3 separate regions of the Sus scrofa genome follow, and all the other regions are linked to region 3. Evidence: chromatin contacts called from public Hi-C data. All regions are on one chromosome and are shown on one strand. Each heading gives the region's core, a stretch centred on a gene start, on an enhancer-like site or on the middle of the called end of the contact. The rest is flanking DNA. Distances are from core to core; before and after follow the strand shown. Region 1 overlaps CCNK (cyclin-K). Region 2 overlaps CCDC85C (coiled-coil domain-containing protein 85C). Region 3 has its middle 13 kb from the start of CCDC85C.

Region 1 (4,023 bases), core at 1,429-3,928, 98 kb after region 3:
TGTTTCCGCGGGAGGCAGCCCCGGGCGGATGCTGGTGTCTCCTTTCTGCCCCTGCCCATTCCCCGGAGCCAGCCTCACATGGGAGTGGCTTTCTAGGACAGCACTGTACCTGTGACAGTCACCTCGAACATAAGTTGCTGAAAAGCCTGCAGCACTTCTGCCTGCTTCTCACCGGGCTCAGGGTGAGGGCGCGGCAGGAGCCCGTGGCTGGGGGGGGGTCACAGGGGCCAGCTCAGGGCGAGTCCCAGCTCTGCCACGAGCAGGGAGGTGACACTGGCAACCCTCCTCCCATCTGGAGCTTTAGCTCTGAAAGCTTGTGGTGGGGTGAACTCTCCTCAATCCTTTTCTGTTTCACATCCTCTGATTCTAGATCCTAAAGTCCCCGTGGCACCTGTGCTGTGGCTTCCGTTCCCACTGTGATGGATGTCACCCTTCCAGCCTCATCCCAGGTGGCCAAGCCCATCCTGGAATCGGAACCCGCTGAGCACATTTTTTAGCCACACATCAGTGTTTAAAGAGAAAAAAAGTGACCTTTTTTTTTTTTTTTTTTTTTTGGGTCCTTGAAAACTTGAGCGGAAACTGCATACTACTGATCTTTTTTTTTTTTAAAGAAATGAAATGCATGACTGCAGAGCGGTAGAGGTGTATATTTTTCATAACGCGGGGGACCTATTTGTGCTGCTCTCTGGGAACGGGCGGGTCTCCTGGTCCCTGTCCCCAGGCCGGCAGCTCTACCTTGGGTAGGACGCGACAGCCCCGATCACAGGGGCCCGCCCCTCCCCGGCTCCGGGCGGAGCTGGGAGCCCTGGGCTCGGTGCCGCGTCTACCTTCTCTTGAACCACTTTGATTTGGGGAGAGAGAAAGAAATAGAACTTTTGATAGTGTGGTAAAAACCTTGATTTGAACTATTTTAGTAAAAGGAGTAACAGAGAAGTTTGTGATAGTGTCTACTTTGCGCTAGAGAAATAAAGGCCTTTGCGAGCCTCCGTGGTGGTGTGCGGTGCTCCTTTGTCGCAGGCGGAGGACCAGGGCCGAGGCCCCTCACCAGGCCGTAGGCCAGGAATGGGGAGGTTTCCAAATCCAAACCCTGTCTGACTAGGAGCCGATGAGGGGGCACTGACAGTCCCAAGCGGCCTCCTCCAAAGCCAACCCCCGCGGCCCCCGGGGTCCAGAGCGAGGTGTGCCTCTGGGCAGCAGACCCAGGGGCTGCTCAGTTCCGGGGGCCCCTCCTTCTGCTCAGAACAAAAGGGTCGTTTCAGAACTGGTTTTATTTGGATAATTGGCTGAAAGAGTCTCGCTTGTAACCAAGATGGAATTCACAGTATGGTGTTACATTCGCACTTAAAAAATAGATCTCTATGTACAGGAATTTGCAAATGGATGTAAACATACAGTACTTCCCGGTGCATCGCTCCCCTGCTCCAGGAGGACAAAGAAAAGAGGCGTCCACCAAGGCAACCCCTTCAAAATAACTTTAATACAAAGGATGTACAGACTCCAAACCAAAGTGGTTCCCTAGCCTCCTGGTGTCCTGGAAGGAAAGCAACAACAGCTTGACTGGCTCCGCATGGGCCTGGGCGGTGGAAAACGGAGTTTCCAGGGAAAATAGGCACTGATTGCTAGAAGGAAGTTCACTCCTTAGGGCAGCTATTCCTTGAGCCAATGTGGCTGGTTCGCATTCTCACTAGTGCAAAGTAACCCAGGGCAGGACTTGCAGACACCAGCTGAAAGCAAGCACACAGCTCACCACCGGCCGGCGGCCCGGGCTCCGCTGGGCGCTGCTGTTGGGTCCTCCAGGTCCAGTGGAGAACCGCTACCTTCATCTCAGGCCCGGTCCACTGCTTACACTGCAACTGTCTGTCTAGTTAGTAGCACACAAGGTACCCTGCTGCTTCGCCACTGAAACTACTTCTCAGGTTCATTAGAAAAAACTTTTGTCTTTAAAAAACAGGGGAGGGGGGGGGGAAGGCGGCGCGTTATCTCATCCAGGCGGCCCGCCCCAGCCCCCCGACGGGCGGCATGCCGGGTGGGGGGATGGGCGGCGGCACGGGGGGCTGTCCGCCCGGGGGGACGGCAGGGGGTGGGTAGCTGGCCGGCGGCAGTCCCAGGCCCGGGGGCGGGTGCGGCGGGACTGCGTGAGTGGGGGGCAGGCGCGGGGGAGGGGGCGGGAAGTTGGGGTTGTAGGTGGGCGGGGGCGGGGGTAGCCGGGCGTCGGGGGCGGGATGGCGGGCGGCGGGAAGGAGGCGGGCGGCGGCGGCACGGGCGGCGGGGGCGGGTTGGGGGGTAGACGTGCGGGTGGTAGGGCAGGTGGGCGGGCGGGCCGTAGGCGGGGGGCAGGGCGCCGTAGGAGGGGCCCTCGGTCTTCATCATGGACTGCAGGCTCTGGTAGCCCTCTCCCGACATGTACGAGCTGGTGGTGGACATCCCGGTGATGTAGCTGGACGGCGGCGGCGGCGGCGGGCGGTGCGGCAGCGGCGGCGGCTGGTGCACGGGCGCCGGGTGCGCCGGCGGCGGAATCTGCACCTTGGGGAGGTCGCCGGCTTCCACGGCGCCGGGCGGCTCCGCCTCGCCTAAGGCCGCCGCGAGGGGCGGCTTGCGGTCTGCAGAGGAGCGCCGGGTCACCGCCGGCCTGGCCCGGCCCCGCCAGGGCCGCGGGGGGCCCCGTGAACCCACCGGCTCCCTCGGTGGTTCCCAGCCCGGCCCTAGCGCCTGCGGGCTGCCGCCCGTTGCCGTCTTCCCAGAGGAGCGCGAGCAGCTGGCACCTCTGCGGCCAGACGGCACAGGCCGTGTCCTGTCACACAGGCCTCACCTCCAGCCACTCTGGGTGTCCCTCCCTCTGTCCCAAGCACACGAGACACAGGCAGTCCCGTGGTGCCCAGAGCAGAGCTGGGGCCCCTTCTTTCTGCCTGTCTCCAGAGATGGTGAGCCCAGCACCAGGGTCACAGTGCATCACTGCCACACTGCACACCGCTGCCACACTGCACACCACTGCCACACTGCAAACCGCTGTCACAGTGCACACCGCTGTCACACTGCACACCGCTGTCACACTGAATCATTGCCATACTGCAAACCGCTGTCACAGTGTATCACTGTCACACTGCACACTGCACACCACTGTCACAGTGCATCACTGCCAGACTGCACACCCCTGCCACACTGCACACCACTCACAGTGTATCACTGCCAGACTGCACACCCCTGCCACACTGCACACCACTCACAGTGTATCACTGCCATGCTGCACACCACTGTCAGTGCATCACTGCCAGGCTGCACACCACTGCCACGCTGCACACCACTGCCACAGTGCATCACTGCCACACTGCACACCCCTGCCACACTGCACACCGCTGCCACACTGCACACCACTCACAGTGTATCACTGCCATGCTGCACACCACTGTCAGTGCATCACTGCCAGGCTGCACACCACTGCCACGCTGCACACCACTGCCACAGTGCATCACTGCCACACTGCACATCACTGTCTGCGGGCTCGATGCTCAGCAGAACGTCTGAGTTGACCAAAGGGATGAGATGGCATGAAAATGGCGGGCGAGCCTGACATCCCAACACCCCGTGCTCTGTGCGGCCCCACACCTCTCGCCGCCCCAGCAGTGAGACTGATACCCCACCCCCAGAGAAGCCTCTGGAATACCTACACATGAACCCCTGCCTTCTCTGGTAGAACACTCCACCTTCCACAAGGCTGTCACAGGTAAAGCAGGAGAGTCCTCTACAACTTTCTTCCTAGCTCACTGTATGTCTGCAGAGAACTCCTCATTCTGTTCTCCCCGGAACCTCACAAACAACTGCTGCTTCTTCAAAATGTACTTAGGAGACATCCTGCCAACAGGAAGCAGCGGCCAAAGACTGGGGTCTAGGACCCACAGCAAGCCTGCCCTGGGTCTGGACAGCCTCCCTACACTGGCGGGGCTTCGTTTTACTAAAAGTGACTCTAAATCCACTTACCGTGGGTAGTTCACCATTTATGGATATGAGAGGTCTGAGGTCTGAGAA
Region 2 (3,759 bases), core at 86-2,585, 78 kb after region 3:
GGTGGAAGGTGGGTTGTGGGAGCTGCAGGCAGAAGTGACTGCAGGGGTGGGGGCAGCACCAGGACTTGGGGGCCTTGACCTGGGGCTGATTTCCAGCCGGTGGAGGAGGGGACGCAGTCACTCGCATATGGCACAATGAAGGCCAGGACCACTGTGGGGCGGTGGGGGACTCTGGTGGGGGTGGGGGTGATTTCGAGTCTGCCCAGATCCAGCTGTCCTTTGTGTCATTGTTTCTGGGGAGAAGCAGAGCTCAGGCCCCCAATTCAGGATGCTGTTTGCAGCCTTATTCTGCTGTCCCAGCAGGGTGTTGCTTGTGGTCCTGTTTCTAAGGACAGGAACGGAAGTGTCCCTTGACCTCGTGGCCTCTGCTCCCCTAGGCCACCTTGTCCCTCAGGGAGAAGACACCCAGGTTCCCGTGGTGGCCTTGGCCTTGTGCACGCACTCAGGCTGCAGGGGGCAGTCCTTCCTCCTCCTTCCTCCCTCGGGGCACCCCCGGTCTCCCCAGGGAGCCCCCACAGCTGTGTCATTCCCCCGCTCCCCACCCGCATACGCAGAGGTGGAGGTTGACGGGGTGCCATGTCTGGAGCATGAGGGGGGCGGCTGCCACCTGGGCAGGGGGTGTCTCTGCCTGGTTCCTCCCCTCCCCCAGCCTGCTCTGACCTGCTCCTGGAGTCAGGTTTGGGCCCTTGTCCTGCAGGCAGCAGCAGTGCAGGTCTGTCCCTGACCTGTACCCATGCTCAGGCCAGGCTCTCTGGGCACAGAGGTTTGTCAGATGGGGGGGTGGCCTGTCGCCTGGGCCCCCCACCCCGCGCTGCCCAGGCTTGCCGGTTGCAGGTGAGATTGGGCTTAAAGGTCAAGATCGGGCTTTGGCCTGGCTCGTCCAGGAGAAGTGCTGAGAGCTGGGCCTGCTCAGCGGCAGTGTTCCAGGTTCCTGGTTTTTGGTAGAACTTTTCCTTCTCCCTGGTGAAGGTGCAAAGCCGTGCTGCTCTGGTGACAGCCACGTGTGCTTGTGTGTGTCATGGAGCTGGACACCGGGTCCCATGCCTGCCTCCTCCTCACGAGGGCTCTGCTGGCAGGCGGGGGTCTTGCCCAGGTCTCTCTGTGAGCCTGTGTCAGCTTGGCTGAGAAGGGGCAGCCGTGTGGCACTGGGGCAGCCGTGCGGCCACGGGTGCACTGCAGGCCAGCCTTGTATCATCTTGTCCCCTTGCTTCAGCCGAGGGGCTGACCCTCAACCTACAGTCTGCAAAGGCACCCAGGGGCCGGGGTGTTGGCAGGGCATGTCCAGGGTCATGGGCAGGGCTCCAGCTGCCCTCGCCACCTGCTGCCAGGGCTTGGCCTTGAACGGGGGTGGATGCTGCTGGCTGTGGAGGAGGCGTTGCCCTTCTGAGCTGCACAGGAGGCGTGAGAAACAGGGAGAGAAGGGCCTCCCTGGCCTGCTCCAGGTTTCCCGGCAGCAGCTGACACCTTGCCTGCCTTTGGGTTCCCGGGGCGGCTCAGAGGGCACCAGCTTTATAAGGACCCTCAAGCCACTTCCCCTGCCCTGGCCTCCACTTGTTCCCCTGTTAGGTGGGCACTCAGTCAATGTACCCCCACACACTCACCTCCTGTGTGTGGGGGTACATCGTGGGGGTACAGCGGTACCCAGGCAGAGCCTGTCCTCAGGGGGCAGTCTCACTCTTTCCCTGCCAGTAGGCTCAGGTGTACAGGCGGGCTATGGGAGCACAGCGGAGGGGGTACAACCCCATGGGCAGGGCTTGGCCCACAAAGAGAGTACTGGTCTCATTTTGAGGGGGTCCAGGGAAGATGGGGTTTCTATAGCCTTCTTCCTCCTGGCCTCCTGCCAGTGGCCTTCACCAGCCACCCCTAGGTGGCCCGGCCCTGAGCTCTCCCAGACCCAGGGGCTGCACTGTTTTGCTGACAGGGTGTCAGGACCCTCTCTTGTGGAGCTGGGCCCCCCACCCCTGCTGGGCTATCAGCTACCCAGCGGTCACATCTGCATCTCCAATGACTTGGCAGATGCATCTTGGGGAGCCCTGCCTGCACCCCACATAGTCTCTTAGGCCAAGAGGGGAGGCTGGTTCTTGCCCAGAATAAGCAAGGTCTGCTTCACCAAGGGAGAGCTGCTTCATGAGGTAGTGAGTGGATCATCGTTGGAGGTAATCAAGGGTGGTTGGACGGATGTGGGGATGGATGGCCGTGTTTGGGAATATTGGAGGAGATTGCTGCCACGGGTAGGGTTCTGGGCTCTGCCTCCTGGGCTCTGGCTTGTGAGATTTTGGCAGCTAAGTCTTGTCGATGGAATCAAATTGCACAGAAACCTCCAGCTCTGTGCAATGTGGCAGATCTGCCTTTGGCAAAAGGGGGGAGAGAGCAGTGGTACTCTTATAACTGTCTTTAGGTGACACGGCTTTGGATTTGGGTCGGAGGGCGGAGGCCTCTGTGGATTCCCGTTCCCGACTGCCCACCCCTCCCCCCATGGCCTCTGTTTAACTCCGAAATAGCTTTAATTAAAAATGTGCCTTTAGTGTTCACAGGCTAAATTACTGTATTGCAGTTCGTATTTTCTTTCTCGTGTCGGTTTTAAAATTTCATCAACACAGCTGCTTCCTCTGCGATGATTCATCTCAGCCCGGTACCCGTTTTGATTTTTCCCGTGGATGCCATGCCTGGCCGGCTGGGCTGGGGGAGGCTGTAATTGATGCCCGGGGGCCTCCGCTCTGACGGTTCCTGCGTTCGCTTCCCTGCTGGGCTGATAAATGCAGGCTCCGCGTGTGCCCAGAAGCCAGCCTCACAAAAGAGCAAGAGCAGGCGGCCAGCTGGGGGAGTGGAGGCAGTGGTCCAGGCCGGCGGCTGCAGCCAGGCACCCCCCTCCTCCTTGTCCCGGTGCTGGCTCTTCCCATCCGGCCTGTGCCACATGGGCTTGCGGAACAGTCAGGTTGGAAATGACCCCAGGATTTACACCAAGCGTGAATGGGGACACTGAGGCCTGGGGGGCAGAGGAGTTCCCAGGATGGCTGACTGCATGAGTCTGTGGGGCTGTGTGACCAAGAACCGGGCGCGGGAGGTTGGGGGATGAGGAAGGGGCTTAGGCAGCTGGGGTCAGCATATGAATTTGGTGGGGACACAGTTCAGCCTGGAGCAGTGGTGGTGTCGGCCTGATGGTGTAAGTAGGTTTGGGCCCTGGAGGAGTCTGACTTCATATGATCCCTGCTCAGCGCTCAACTGCGTGTGGCTTTAGGCAAACTACCTCATGTCCTGGTGCCTCTGTCCCCTCACCTGTAAGATAGGAGTGACGGCGGCGTTGCTGCTCCATGCGTGCCACGCCCACCAGAACCTCCTCCTTCTGTCCCCCCAGGCAGCACCTGCCCTTCTCTCCTCCTGGTCGTGAGAACCTGGGATTTTTTCTTTCTTTTTTCCTTTTTCGTTTTTGGCTGCCCTGCAGCTTATGGAATTCCCAGACTGGGGATCAGATCCAAGCCACAGTTGCAACCTAAGCTGCAGTGGCCGCAATGCCGGATCCTTAACCCACTGTACTGGTCCAGGGATCGAACCTGTGTCCCAGCGCTCCCAAGACACTGCCAATCCCATTGCGCCACAGCCAGAACTCCGGGAACCTGGGATTTTTCAAGATGCCCACTCAGCCAGGCTTGGTCCCTGATGAACTGCTCCTTTTTCCCCCATGTCTGAGTTTTGAACCATCTAAGCTAGTTCTGTCTCCTGTGTCCCCCAAGGAGGGTTGGAGGGTTGTTCTGTTTGGGG
Region 3 (3,499 bases), core at 683-3,182:
ATGGCATATGGAGTTCCCAGACCAGGAATCAGGTCTGAGCCACAGTTTCAACCTAAGCCACAAGAGCTGAAATGCTAGATCCTTAACCCACTGTGCTGGGCTGGGGATTGAACTTGCATCCCAGCGTTCCCAAGACACTGCCGATCCCATTGTGCCACAGCGGGAACTCCAGGACGGTGTTTTATCAAAACAGAGAGTGCTTCTAGTTGAATTTTCAAGGTTCTCATCTGGGAATCTGCTGTATCCACCACCAAATGCTTCTAGAAGCAGATAGGGTTTGAGTGGCTGCCTGAGTCCAGGATCTGTTTGGCCAGGGCATCTATGCTGTTGACCCAGGTTGCATGAAGGGGCCTCACATCTTTAGCCTCGTCCCGGGGGCGGCTGGGACAAAACCCTGCCAAACCCTGAACATCCGAGCAGACACCCAGGCCCAGTGATGGGGCCACCCAGACCGGCCTGGCAAGGGCACTGCCCTCAATAACAATAATTACGACTATTATGAGTATTCTGTTGTGATGACAGTAATAACCTCGGAAGCAGTTTTGGTGTCATGGTTGGGAGGCCAGACCTTGCGTCAGGCAGACTGGCACACCTTGGCAGCAAGACCTTGGCAGCAAGCCGGCGACTTGAGCTCCCTGGCCTCAGTTTCCTCCTCTGCCAAGTGGGCTGAGGTTGCAGAGAGGTGTCAATTCCCATGGGCTGCCTGGGGGTGGGGCTGCACAGGGCAGAGTCCTGGCCAGCCCAGTGGAGACCAAGCCGCAGCCACGGGAAAGGGGCCCCAAGATGCTACCCTATGCCTATGGTGTGAGCCTGCCGGCACCCCAGGAACCCTGCCAAGTTCCCAGGGCTGCAGCAGACGCCCTTGGCCAGTGGCTTCTGCACGTCATGCTCAAGGCCAGGGACTAATTATTTCTGCAGACTCTGCTCTGTTAAGGAGATGTGATTGGATGGGCAGCCCTTTTGTCTTTTCTTTTTAGGGCTACCCCTTCGGCATATGGAGGTTCCCGGGCTAGGGGTCGAATCGGAGCTAGAGTTGCCATCCTACACCACAGCCACAGCAGCGTGGGATCTAAGCTGCATCTGCGACCTATGCCACAGCTCATGGCAACGCTGGATCCTTAACCCACTGAGCGAGGCCAGGGATCGAACCTGCCTCCTCTTGGATGTCAGGTTTGTTTCTGCTGAGCCGCACTGGGAACTCCTGGGCTGCCCATTTTGGAGATAGGGTGACCAAGGCTCAGGAGGCTGGAGACTTGCTTTGGGCCTTAGAGAGGGGCCAGGGTCAGTGGTGCAGGCAGGGACTCTGAATTTGGCCTTCTCTCTGTAGCGAACAAGGCTCCTGGGGAGAAGAGATGGGACTCCGATTGTGGTCACTCGAACATGGGGGACTGGGGGGAGGTGGCCACCGGTCCTGTGAACAAACTCACTCCTACAAGCCAGCTGTCCTGGCCACCACCTGCCTTCTCTCCCCAGATCCCAGGATGGGGACACGGTAGGGAGAAGCCTGGCCCCACACCTGCCGCTGCTAGAGTCAGAGACAGCCCCTGGGTCCGGCCCTGGCTGAAAACGGCTCTGCCTGGGCAGAGGGATACGCCGCAGGAGACCAGACTTGTCCTTTGCTGATCCCTCACCCAGGAAGTGTCACTGGCTTTGCAGAGCTCCTTCTGTGCCCATAGCAGCCATGTGGGGTAGGTGCTTTTGCTGTGCCATCCACAGATGAAGGGAAATTCAAGAGGCGAAGCGATTGTTCTGGCCTCCAGCTGGTGGGAGGCAGGGCTGCAGTGGAACTGGTGAGGGGTGTGTAGGGGCGTCCAGGACCCTCGCACTCTCCAGGAAGACCCCCCTCCAAGAAGGAGGAGGAGGTGGCGTTGGGTGTTGGGAGCAGAGAGAGGCGGAGAGTCTGCTCTGGGCTTGAATTCTGGCTCTGCCCCTGGCCCTTTGGGGTTTCCAACCGCTCGCCTGCAGGTCTGGGGAACTCCCCCACCTGGCCAGGCTGCCTTGTGGATCTGAAGACGGGGCAGGAGTGCTCAGCCCAGGGAGTGCGTGCTTGATAACAGGAGGTTTCCTTCTTCCTTTCCCTTGCTAACAAAGCACCTGGGACTTAATAAAAGTAAGCTTCACAGTGGGTTAAGGATTTGGTATTGTCACAGCTGTGGCTTGGGTTGCTGCTGTGGCAGGAGTTTGATCCCTGGCCGGGAAACTTACACATGTCATGGGCGTGGCCAAAAATGAATTTAAAAAAATAAATAAAAGTTTCAGAGTTCCCTTGTGGCTCAGCCTTAAGGATCCAGTGTGGTCACTGCAGCAGCTCCGTCGCTCCTGTGGCGCAGATTTGATCCCTGGCCCGGGAACCTCCGCACGTCGCAGGCAAGCCAACCAAACAACACAACAACAACAAAACAGGAGTTCCCGTTGTGGCGCAGTGGTTAACGAATCCGACTAGGAACCATGAGGTTGCGGGTTAGATCCCTGTCCTTGCTCAGTGGGTTAAGGATCCGGCGTTGCCGTGAGCTGTGGTGTAGGTTGCAGACGCGGCTCGGATCCCGCGTTGCTGTGGCTCTGGCGTAGGCCGGTGGCTACAGCTCCGATTCAACCCCTAGCCTGGGAACCTCCATATGCCACGGGAGTGGCCCAAGAAATAGCAACAACAACAACAAAAAAAGACAAAAGACAAAAAAAAAAAAAAAAAAAAACCCAAAAAAGAAATGCAGGTTTCCAATTTCCCTTGCCTCAATAATAAAGCAAAGGGTTCTTTCTCCTAGACAAAATATTTCCATTTTTAAGAGAGGCCCCTGTCTTAAGAGGATCATGGCTGATGGTAGGATTTGCGGCGGCGTGTGTCTCAGGCCAGCAGGCAGCTAGAAAAGGCTCTTCGTGTTCCTCAAATCATGTGAGCCGCAGCCCCAGGGAGGCTGGTGCTGCCAGGGCCATGCCAGGGTCCTGCCCCCCTCTCCCGCCAAGGTGGCTATTGCCATCTCAGATGCACTGCTTCCAAAAATCGCCCAGATTCTCCTGGGCTGAGCTCATGGCACATTCCTGGGCTAACAAAGAAGGATTTCCCTGGAATCCCACGGTGGTGCTCAGAGCCAGCCTTAAAGGGAATCAGGCATTCAAAGGAATGCAGAATAAGTTTGTGCCAGCATTAAAGTGCAGATGCAGCATTAAAGTGATAAAGTGATAAAAGCCAGTGCTGGCACGTCTGTAGGAAGGAGCACCCCCAGCAAGGCTAGAATGTTCTTTCCTACCTCTGCTGCCTACAGAAATGCGGAGCCCCCTTTCGAGCCCAGCACAAGCGTCTCCTTCACCACGAAGCCCTCCTGGCTTCCCACCTGAATCACTGTTTCCCCCTTGGCGGCTCCCATGGCGTATTAGTCTCATTTAAGGCACGACTCTCAGGGCCCTTCCCACTCCCCGTCAGGCTGTGAACTTGAGGACAGGGCCGTGGCTCATTCACTTCGTGGGTGAGCACAGAGAGCTCATCCAGTGAGCATTTTGCCCT

The links. A called contact is a pair of places that touch in the nucleus more often than the background predicts.
Region 1: a contact with region 3 is called in a Hi-C map of omental adipose tissue, with 3 times the contacts expected there. The contact joins two enhancer-like sites. A contact is called at or near these places in 1 of 5 promoter capture datasets (fetal liver), 22 of 47 Hi-C or Micro-C datasets (alveolar macrophages, brain, embryonic fibroblasts and 12 more) and 2 of 2 datasets of contacts at active chromatin or transcription factors (alveolar macrophages and skeletal muscle).
Region 2: a contact with region 3 is called in a Hi-C map of omental adipose tissue, with 1.8 times the contacts expected there. The contact joins two enhancer-like sites. A contact is called at or near these places in 1 of 5 promoter capture datasets (fetal liver), 20 of 47 Hi-C or Micro-C datasets (alveolar macrophages, brain, embryonic fibroblasts and 12 more) and 2 of 2 datasets of contacts at active chromatin or transcription factors (alveolar macrophages and skeletal muscle).

Annotation. Positions count from the first base shown.
Region 1 is chr7:120,511,451-120,515,473 of Sscrofa11.1, reverse strand. CCNK (cyclin-K) reads right to left here. Exons shown (of 13, transcript XM_001925518.6): 11 at 2,280-2,600; 12 at 2,206-2,277; 13 at 1,251-2,203. The coding sequence ends at 1,977. CCDC85C (coiled-coil domain-containing protein 85C) reads left to right here. Exons shown (of 6, transcript XM_021099688.1): 6 at 1-986. Among named protein-coding and RNA genes, the nearest start is that of CCNK, 26 kb to the right of the region's middle. Within about 2 kb of position 2,678, at least 6 of the 83 cell types and tissues checked have an H3K27ac peak or open chromatin away from gene starts, as enhancers often do. A contact at or near this core is called in omental adipose tissue, where this site is marked.
Region 2 is chr7:120,529,522-120,533,280 of Sscrofa11.1, reverse strand. All of the region lies in intron 2 of CCDC85C (coiled-coil domain-containing protein 85C), which reads left to right. Among named protein-coding and RNA genes, the nearest start is that of CCNK, 44 kb to the right of the region's middle. Within about 2 kb of position 1,335, at least 6 of the 83 cell types and tissues checked have an H3K27ac peak or open chromatin away from gene starts, as enhancers often do. A contact at or near this core is called in omental adipose tissue, where this site is marked.
Region 3 is chr7:120,608,759-120,612,257 of Sscrofa11.1, reverse strand. No RefSeq gene overlaps it. Among named protein-coding and RNA genes, the nearest start is that of CCDC85C, 13 kb to the right of the region's middle. Within about 2 kb of position 1,932, at least 1 of the 83 cell types and tissues checked has an H3K27ac peak or open chromatin away from gene starts, as enhancers often do. A contact at or near this core is called in omental adipose tissue, where this site is marked.